Regions from separate parts of the Arachis hypogaea genome. Here region 2 is linked to region 1. Evidence: chromatin contacts called from public Hi-C data. All regions are on one chromosome and are shown on one strand. Each heading gives the region's core, a stretch centred on a gene start, on an enhancer-like site or on the middle of the called end of the contact. The rest is flanking DNA. Distances are from core to core; before and after follow the strand shown.

Region 1 (5,013 bases), core at 2,047-4,546:
GGAAGTGAAACGTGCAACATTTAGCATTCATCCCCAAAGTGCTCCAGGAGATGATGGTATGACAGCAAAATTTTTTCAAAGCTTCTGGAACATACTTAGTGGTGATGTATTTTGAGCAGTTAAGAGCTTCTTTTCAGGGGGCAGAATTTTGAAGGGTTTTAATCACACTCAGATCTGTCTTATTCCCAAGACTTCTGATGCTAAAGATATGACTCAGGTAAGACCAATAAGCCTATCTTCAGTCTTTTACAAGATTATCTCCAAAGTATTTGTACATAGACTTCAGGGTATGATGAATAGACTAATTAGCCCTACGCAGAGTGCTTTTATTAAAGGCAGATTAATCTCTAATAATATCCTAATTGCTCACGAGTGTATGCATTACTTGAAGAACAAAAAAAGGGGACTCGAAAATGAAATGGCGCTAAAACTAGATATGAGTAAGGCATATGATAGGGTGGAATGGCACTTTCTTTGGTTTATATTGGAGAAGTTTGGTTTTGACTCCCGGTGGATCATGTGGATTCGAGAATTAGTGACAACTGTTTCTTATTCTGTTATTGTGGAAGGACAACCTTATGGTTTCTTCAAACCAAATAGAGGTATTCGACAAGGAGATCCTCTATCTCCCTATCTTTTTCTTTTCTGTGCAGAAGGTCTCTCCTTCTTACTACACAAGGCAGAACAAAACAGACTAATTCAGGGTCTTCAGATACATAGGTGATGTCCCAAGGTCAACCACCTCCTCTTTGCTGATGATTCCATCTTATTCTGTAAGGCTAATCCTGAAGCATGTTCAAATATCCTGCATTTATTGAATTCTTATGAAAACATCAGTGGCCAGAGGATAAATCTTAATAAATCTGCTGTATTCTTTAGCCACAACACTCCCTCCACTACTCGTACACTACTGGCTAACTCTATGAATATTAATCATATTGGGGCTCAGGATAAATACCTTGGTTTGCTTTCTACAGTCTCTAAATCGAAAAAGGCTTCTTTTAGTATGATCAAAGAAAAGGTTCAGAAAAGAATCCAAGGATGGAAGCACAATCTTCTATCGTCAGGTGGTAGACATGTATTGCTTAAGGCAGTGGGAGAAGCTATTCCTATTTATACATTGTCTTGCTTCAAGTTGCCTGATGGTTTAATCTCGGAAATTCACTCTCTACTTTCTCAGTTCTGGTGGGGACAAAAAGGTTCCGAAAGGCGGATGGCTTGGATTAGCTGGGACACTATGACTCGCCCACGAAAAGAAGGAGGCCTTGGATTTAAAGATCTCAGAATCCAAAATCTGGCGCTTTTAGGCAAACAGTTTTGGCGACTTGTAACACAGCCTACTTCCTTATTATCCAAAATCCTAAGAGGTAAATACTTTAGCAATGGTAATGTTATAACGGCAGAAATTGGAGTCTTACCTTCTTGGGGATGGAGGAGCATACTGGAAGGCCAAAAGATTATTGAAAAAGGTCTTAATTGGGCTGTGGGTACTGGAGAGAATATCCGAATCTTTGAGGATCCTTGGCTGCCTCCTCCGTATCCTTTAAAGATTTCTGACATGCCAAATAGACAAGCTATCTCTGAGTTGGTTCCAAGAGTTAAAGATCTAATTACTGAAGATAGGAATTGGAATCAGAATCTTATTCAAGAATTATTTCCCCAAGACGTTGCAAACAGGATTTTGTCAGTTAAAATTCAGCAGAGTAGGGACAAATTACAATGGGATTTGAACAAATCCAAACAATATGATACAGCTTCATGTTACAGAATTGACTATTTATTTTACCATCCGCCTCTGGAGCTTTGCCCTAATTATATGCAATAGAAAAAGTCGTGGATTGATCTATGGAAGTTGAACTTGCCTCACAAAATTAAGCTATTTATCTGGAAAGCTCTCCATGGTCGGCTCCCGGTGCTTGCTCAGATTTATCACCGCATCCCATCTATATCACCAATATGCCCCTGCTGTCATGAAGCAACCGAAACAGTCACTCATTGTTTGATCGATTGCTCTAGAATTAAAGATGTATGGTCTCAGAGTTATCTTCGTGATTGTCTTCCCCCTCAGAGTCTTAACGACTTTTGGACATGGTGGATTGCATCAACAGAGATGCTTAACCCGTTGAAGAATGCTGACCGTAATCCTCAATTACTTGCCATCATTTGCTGGAACTGCTGGAAAGCTCGCAACCAGTTGACTTTTGAAGGTTCTACTTCAATGCCGTCTGCCATTCTAGCAAGCTCTGTCAAGTTGCTCCGTGAAATCCAAAGAACTCCCAGTTTAGGTCGTCATCTCCATGAGGCAAGCTCTTAGTTGCATTCAATTTGATTTATCATTCTTTCTTCTTTAAGATTTTTTTTTCGTTTTTCGACCATGCACCGATGGATGAATACCTTCAGTGTAGTGTTTTTGGGAAATCCCCACTTTTCATTATGCTGTCCTGCTTTTAGACATCTTTGTATTTCATTTTTCAATAATTAATGAAATATAACCTACTATCTTTGGGGGAAAAAAAATAAACTTGTCTATTTACATAGAATTAGCTATTGAATTTGACAAATTTATTTATGTTCTGATACGATTTGGATGGTATTAGCAATTTTTATATTTATAATTAATTTAACTTTTTTTAAATAATTTAAAAATATAAAATTGTTAAATTTAAATTTTAAATAAATATAATTTAAATTAACAATATAATTCAATTTAATAAAAATAAACATATTTTTATTTTTATATTAATATGATTAATTATATTTATTCAATTAAAAAATTAACAATTTAAAATTATTAATTTTAAATTAAGAAATACATGCACTCATATTATTTTTAAATTAAAAGAATATGGTTTATTTAAAATAATAAGAGTATATTATTTAAAATTTAAAATTTAAACATTTTAAATAAATTTATTTTTATTAATTTTAAAATTATTTAAAATAATAAAAATATATTTATTTAAATTAAAAATTTTAAAATAATAAGAATAAATTTATTTTAAAATTTTTTAATGTAAAATTTTTAATTTAAAAATAATACGAATGTACTTATTTTTTTTAGTTTAAAACTAACCGTTTCAAATAATTACTTCTTTTTAAAAGTTAAAACCAACTACATATAACTAATTCTATGAATACAATAATACGAATATCTTTAATTTTATCAAATTAAATATATTTTAAAATATAAAATATATATTAAAAATAAATTAAAAATTATGTGTTTATAATTTTATATATAAATAAATAATGATTGAAAATAATGTATAAATAATCTTTTTTATTTATTTATTTATTTATTTTTTTTTTTTGTAATTTGAATTTAAGATGTTTATGGGGTGAGAAGAAAACAAGATAACCTTTAGTAGGAGCGAAAGGACATAGATATGAAGAAAGAAGCTCTTGCTATCTCCTAAGGTCCCCTTTCACTCCCAAGTCCCAACCTCTTATCCCTACAAAGATGTTCACTCTTTTCATTCTCCTTCTCCCTCACCGCCATCACCATAACATACACAAACATCATCATGTCTTCCTTCTCTGTTCGCTTTCTCACCCCACCACCATGCTCCCCCTCCTCCCTCTCTTGCCGCCCGAAGACACCAACATGCCTCTCGGCCACCACTCCCACGGCGGCTCCGGCCACGTCTCCTCCTCCCCCTCCTTCGGAGGTGGACGCCTCCAGGTTGGAGCCTAGAGTGGAGCAAAGAGACGGTTACTGGGTTCTGAAAGAAGAGTACAGGGGAGGCATCAACCCTCAGGAGAAGGTGAAGCTTGAATCGGACCCAATGAAGCTTTTCATGGAGAATGGTATTGAACAACTTTCTAAGATATCTCTTGAGGAGATTGAGAGTTCTAAGCTTACCAAAGATGATATTGATATTAGGCTCAAATGGCTTGGACTTTTTCATAGGAGAAAGCATCAATGTAAGTCTAACTATATATATGTGTATATTTCTCATCATCAACCTTTATTTTTTTATTTTTCTTCCAACAATTGATTTTTCTTCTTTCGTAATATGTTTTGGTTTAGTTGTCTAGAAATCATATAATCTTGAAAAGGACTAGTTTGTCGAAAACTTGAAGAGAGCACATTCGATTAGTTAGGTTCTTTGTTTTTAACTGTTGATTGTGGTGTTTGTATAATCTTTGTATCATCGTGCTTCTTTTTCTTTTGTTTTGAACTAACAATATGTCTTATGAAAACGATAGATGAATCTAAAACTGTTATATTATTTAATTTATTCATGTTTTACATCTTCATGCCAACATTTTCACATGATCACATCTTTGTGTATATAGTAACCACGTGTAAGTAAAATCACAAATATAGTAGGTATAATTCTTCTCATCATCATTTAGGTTACAAACTATAATAAATCAGGTGAGATGTTTCTATTTGAAAATGATAATTGAAAATTGAAATTGTTATATTATTTGATTAAATTTTTTAATTATACGTTTTCATATTTTCCCGTGACACGATCATATCTCTGTATAAAGAGAAAATGTAGGAAACCAATTTTTAGTCAGTCAATTTTAGTGTTTAGATTTATAATTTAAGATTGATGATTTAGAATCTAAAATTTAAGATAAACAGAATAATTTTAAAAAAGTTAGCTGATATTGGGTGAAAAAAGATGGTTACCTAATATTACTCAAATTATATGTTGGATTGGTGAAATTCAGATGGAAGGTTCATGATGAGGCTGAAGCTTCCAAACGGAATAACAACAAGCGCGCAGACGCGGTACTTAGCAAGCGTGATAAAGAAGTATGGAAAAGATGGTTGCGCCGACGTGACGACAAGGCAGAACTGGCAGATCAGAGGAGTGGTGCTGTCTGACGTGCCGGAAATCTTGAAAGGTCTGGCAGAGGTTGGGTTGACAAGTTTGCAGAGTGGGATGGACAATGTGAGGAACCCTGTTGGTAACCCTCTTGCTGGCATTGACCCTCGTGAGATTGTTGATACAAGACCTTACACCAACTTCTTGTCACAATTTATTACCAATAATT
Region 2 (5,216 bases), core at 1,480-3,979, 300 kb before region 1:
TACTCGTAATATTCTGTCCGACTTCCAGCTTTCTTGTGCTTAATCGGACGAGGAGGTGGAAGCTTCTCTGTATGACATATTTCTTTGTACACATCCACTAGGGAGACCCTTAAATCGGTGTAGTTATGGTACTTTCTGGGCTTTTCTATATTCTGCTCTTCTCTCTTTTTGGGCTCCTTTTCCTTTTTCCAAGGGTAGTAGGGCAGGTTTGTCTGTGGAAAAGGTTCCCTAAGTTGGGAATTTTCCTCTATGTTGATGTATTTTTTTGCCCTTTCTTGAACTTTATTTATAGAAGTCGGGTATCGTTTGGATATGGACTGGGAGAATGGTCCCTCTCTGAGACCATTGACTAAGCCCATGATGACGACTTCAGTGGGCAGATTTTGAATTTTCAAGCAGGCCTTGTTGAACCTTTCCATATAGTCACGAAGAGTTTTACTGACTTCTTGCTTACTTGGTTTTATACTTTTGGATAGAGAATCTGGTTATAAATTTTCTAGCAAGGTCATCAAAACTGGTTATTGATCGGGGTGGCAAATTATCGAACCACTTCATGACCGCCTTCGTTAGAGTAGTCGGGAAGGCTTTACAACGGGTGGCATCAGAAGCGTCGACCATGTACATTCTGCTTTTGAAGTTGCTAAGGTGGTGGCTTGGGTCGGATGTTCCGTCATAAATATCCATATCAGGTGATTTGATATTTCTGGGAACTTTAGCCCTCATGATCTCTTCTATGAATGGATCTTCTCCTCTCAAGGGGCTTTCATCCCGATCTGCCCAGTCATTCCTATTTCATAGATCAGCTTCCAGCTTCTGGAGCTTGTCTTCTAGCTCCTTTCATCGTTTCACCTCTCTTCGTAATTCCCGTTCTACTTTTCGCTGTCGTTCAACCTTATGTTCGAACTGTTCCAGTCGATCCCCCTAGCCATGAACCAGGTCTAGGATCTTGGTTGTATGAGGGCGGTCCTCATCCTCGCGATGATGGATTTCAGAATGGATCCTCCTTGGATGAGGATTTCCCAAAGTCCCTTCCTCGTGAGGCCCTTGAGGATTTTGTGGTGGAGGCGGGAGCACGATGGCCTGGCCTTCTAGCTGAGCTTCTTGCTCATATTCAGATGCTATGTGGCCGTCTTCTTGCTGGTGGTCCGCCAGTATCAGAAGGTGATTTCCAAGTTCCCAGTAACGGCACCAATGTTCCGAGGGTTACCTGAAATGTTGATTTGGGCTTGAACATGGGGTCCAGCCCATTGTATGGCAACATCCGATCTCTTTGGTGCCGAGGTGCCGCCAGTCCGAGTTCCTCGTGAGGAGGTGGGGGTGATACTTGCAAGAGACTCTGATGCTTAAGTTAGCAAGGGATTTAGGCAGGTTTGTTTAGTAGATTAGAACATGAATATACTTGAGGGGTGTCAGTGTATTTATAGTAGAGTTGATAACCACTCTTGTTAGTTCCATCTTTTCTGATAGATAATTGTTCCCTTTTATCTTGAGAGTTTGTTAGGACTTATCTTATCAAAGAAGATAAAGATTCCAATCAAGATTCTCGGAAGCAGCTACCTGTTTTGGCAAGATAGCCTAACTCCCTTATGTAGGTGTTCGATCTCTCTTAAGAAATCGGATATACTGGTGTATGCCGTCTTTTTTAGATGAACTTTTTATATCTATTGACCCTAACTTTTATTTATTGCATTAGGGTATGAACAATTATTATTATTAGATAATATTGTATTCAGAATGTGAATTTTAATTTGATTTTTTAAAATATTTATATTACTAAATTTTTAAACACTTAAATTGATCTTTAAAAAATTTCAATATAACACTTTAATTCTTAATAATTTTTTATCTTTTAAAAATTTACAAAAATTAATTACATCAGACATATTGATTTCTCTCTCCTTTTAAAGAAGGAGTAATTTATTTTTAGGAGCTAATTATTTTAAATAAAATTTGTTAAAATTTATTTATTCAACACGTATATTAAAAATTTAATTAAAAATAATAAAAAATCAATTTTTTTAACATAATTAATTTTTAAAAACTTTTAAAAAATAAAAATAATTAAAGATTAAAATATTTAATTTAAATTTTTAAAAATTAATTTAAATATTTATTTTTAATTCCGTATATTGGAAGATTAAAATGAATCTCTTACTTTTATCATAATGTCAGCTAATTATAGGACACCATAATAATATTTTGATAACTAGATTATTATAAAAGAGCCAACTTAATTTATCATTGTAAAATCAAAATATTATATGTTAAAGATAAAAAAATTAGTTATCAAATTAATTATTATACTTTTAGTGACAAAAAAATGGAGCAATGCTAATATTTTTTTGAAAATTCATATATAAATATATATTATTTAATTTATTTTTAATATATATTTTATATTTTAATATATATTTTTTATAAATAATTAATTTAATAATTGATATTTATCTTTTTTTTTAATATGCACTTACTATTTTTTTAAAAAAGTTAGAAATAAGATTCGAATCCCAAATTTTAGATAAATATAAAAAAATTATGTCATTTGAGTTATAAAAAAGTTAGAAATAAGATTCGAATCCCAAATTTTAGATAAATATAAAAAAATTATGTCATTTGAGTTATAATGGATTTACCATATGCATTTACTAATTACTGTAGCTGTTATGGTTGTTATAAAATTCATAAATCAATTATACCATATTTAAGATTTATATTTAATGAATTACCTGAATATGACTATGCAATTATATAAAGAAGGACTTGTTCATATTTTCCTTCGTCGTGTTGTGTTGCTCATTGGTTTCAGTGAGTTCAAGCTTCAACACACCACCCCACCGTTTACTTTGAAAAATCTTTACCTCTTACACTGACAAAAAAAAAAAAAAATACAAGTCTTCATTTTTATCCTTCTTCCCTCACTTCTTTCAAATCGTAGAAAGTGGGTTAGAAATCGTAGCTATAACGGCACCAAGTTCTTCCCTTTCCATCCCCAATCGGATTTTCCGGCCAATTTAAAATTGGAAATTGAAGGAATCGAGAAATTGGAGCTAGAATCCGTTGATTGATGGGTCTCGTGCAGAACCTGCGAGGCTCGAGAACCGAGTCAACTCACGAAGGTTTACCGGTTTCATCGGTTCAATTGGGTTTGGTTCCGAAGCGGAAATGTTCGAATCTAATGCCTCTTGTGGTGGCACTTGTGGTCATTGCGGAGATCGCGTTTTTAGGGAGGCTCGACATGGCGGAGAACGCAGCTATGGTCACTGACTTTTTCTACCGGTCACGTGCTGCGTCCGTGGTGGATGGTGCTGATGATTTAGATTTTGGTTTGCTTGTTGGTAGAACTAATAAAAAGAATTCGGAATCAGAGAGCTGCGAAGAGTGGTTGGAGAGAGAAGATTCTGTAACGTATGAAAGGGATTTTAACAAGGAACCTGTTTATGTCACTGGAGCTGACCAGGTTTCAATTTCTTTCTTCTTTTTTATTTCTTTTTTCTTCCATCTTTCTTTTGTAACTTTGAATTGATAGAAGTTTTTAATAGCTAGTTGTTGTTCAGAGATTATTGTATGTATGTTATAGCATGTTTCTTTTTTTGGTTTCCGAAATTTGCAAATTTAGACACACATTTGGTTGAAAGGGTAGTTAACTATTCGTTTATTCACGAGTTAGTAAATTAGTGTATGCAGTTCCAAGCACATTCTGCTCTAATTAGTATAGTTTTTATATTATTTGGACATCGGCTTGTTAGAGCCTTAGAGGCATGGATCTACTTTGCAGGTTTTGAATTTGTATATTGTATGTGAAAAGGATGATTTCTGAGGCAGACAAAGATTAGATATTCTGATTTTGTGAGGCATGATCTGTCACGGATTTTATGAGGAAGTGTAATCAAGCTGATTATAAATTATAAACGAGAAAGCAACAAAATCCAAATTTGAAATATATGTAGCCAATATTATGAATTGCAATGGTTGGTACTTGATCACAATTGTTGTGGATGCATATGTTTTCTAGCACTGGTTGTAGACTTCACTACTTCCTTGTTGTGGGTGATGTTGAAGAATTTCTTTGCGGCTACAATGCTATTTTGTTGGCATGTTTGATTGTTGATTGCAAAAAGTTCATGTATGTAACCGCCTGCTAAATGTTTAAAGTCCGTGTGGTTGTTCCTGTCTGTCTGAAGTTTTTGTTCATGCAATTCAGGAGTGGAAATCATGTGCGGTGGGATGCAAATTTGGTTATGATGGGGATAGGACACCTGATGCTGCATTTGGGCTACCTCAACCATCTGGAACAGCTAGTGTGTTACGATCGATGGAATCCGCACAATACTACTCAGAGAACAATCTTGCAATGGCACGACGGTGGGTAAGCACGAATATAAAGTGCTGAGTCATTAGGTTTGATCATTTACTTTGTATATGGCTGCTTTATTTTTGGTCCATTAAAGTTTAAGTGGGTAAACAAACCCCCCCCCTCCCCCCCCCCCCCCCCCCCCCCCCGCAAAACACACACACACAACCGCGAGGTTACAAGGGTACATATTTCTTTAATTTGATACAATTGTTTTGCTTCATTTTTAAAGTTAAATCGAAAAAGGTGTAGGTAATGTAAAGTAGAGAACAAAGTTTCTACTATTTCTTAAAGCTTGGGAGTTTGATCCTATAAAATTGAACATAACCTATATGCTATGTGGTACAGGGTTTCAATCAATTTGGTGACTGTCTACTTTTCATTGCATGTTATAATTAACGCATAATACTTATTACTGTGCGTATACGATTTTATTTTTCTCAATTGAGTTTATTCTTTCTTTGGTGTTCTCTATTTGGTGGAGAGGCTGGAGCATGTTCCCTTTCAAAAGCTTAAAAATAGTGTAATAAATGAACTAATATTTCAACATCACTATGTTCTAGGAGGGGATATAAAATTGTAATGACAACCAGTCTATCATCTGATGTTCCTGTTGGATATTTCTCATGGGCTGAGTATGACATCATGGCACCCGTGAAGCCAAAAAGTGAAAGTGCTCTAGCAGCTGCATTCATTTCTAATTGTGGTGCTCGAAATTTTCGGTTGCAAGCTCTTGAAGCCCTTGAAAAAGAAAACATCAAGATTGATTCTTATGGCGGTTGTCATAGGAACCATGATGGAAGAGGTACATTCTAATAATTGCAATAAATTAAAACATTGATGTCTTTTGTCCCCATTATTGTTC

What was found. A called contact is a pair of places that touch in the nucleus more often than the background predicts.
Region 2: a Hi-C map of leaf shows a contact between it and region 1, with 3 times the contacts expected there. The contact joins the promoter of LOC112782732 here to the promoter of LOC112782974 in region 1. A contact is called at or near these places in 3 of 8 Hi-C or Micro-C datasets (leaf and an unstated tissue).

The regions. Positions count from the first base shown.
Region 1 is chr20:50,423,727-50,428,739 of arahy.Tifrunner.gnm2.J5K5, reverse strand. LOC112782974 (ferredoxin--nitrite reductase, chloroplastic) reads left to right here and starts at 3,296. Exons shown (of 4, transcript XM_025825676.3): 1 at 3,296-3,924; 2 at 4,687-5,013. The coding sequence starts at 3,525.
Region 2 is chr20:50,724,860-50,730,075 of arahy.Tifrunner.gnm2.J5K5, reverse strand. LOC112782732 (glycoprotein 3-alpha-L-fucosyltransferase A) reads left to right here and starts at 2,729. Exons shown (of 7, transcript XM_025825280.3): 1 at 2,729-3,457; 2 at 4,202-4,362; 3 at 4,915-5,156. The coding sequence starts at 3,065.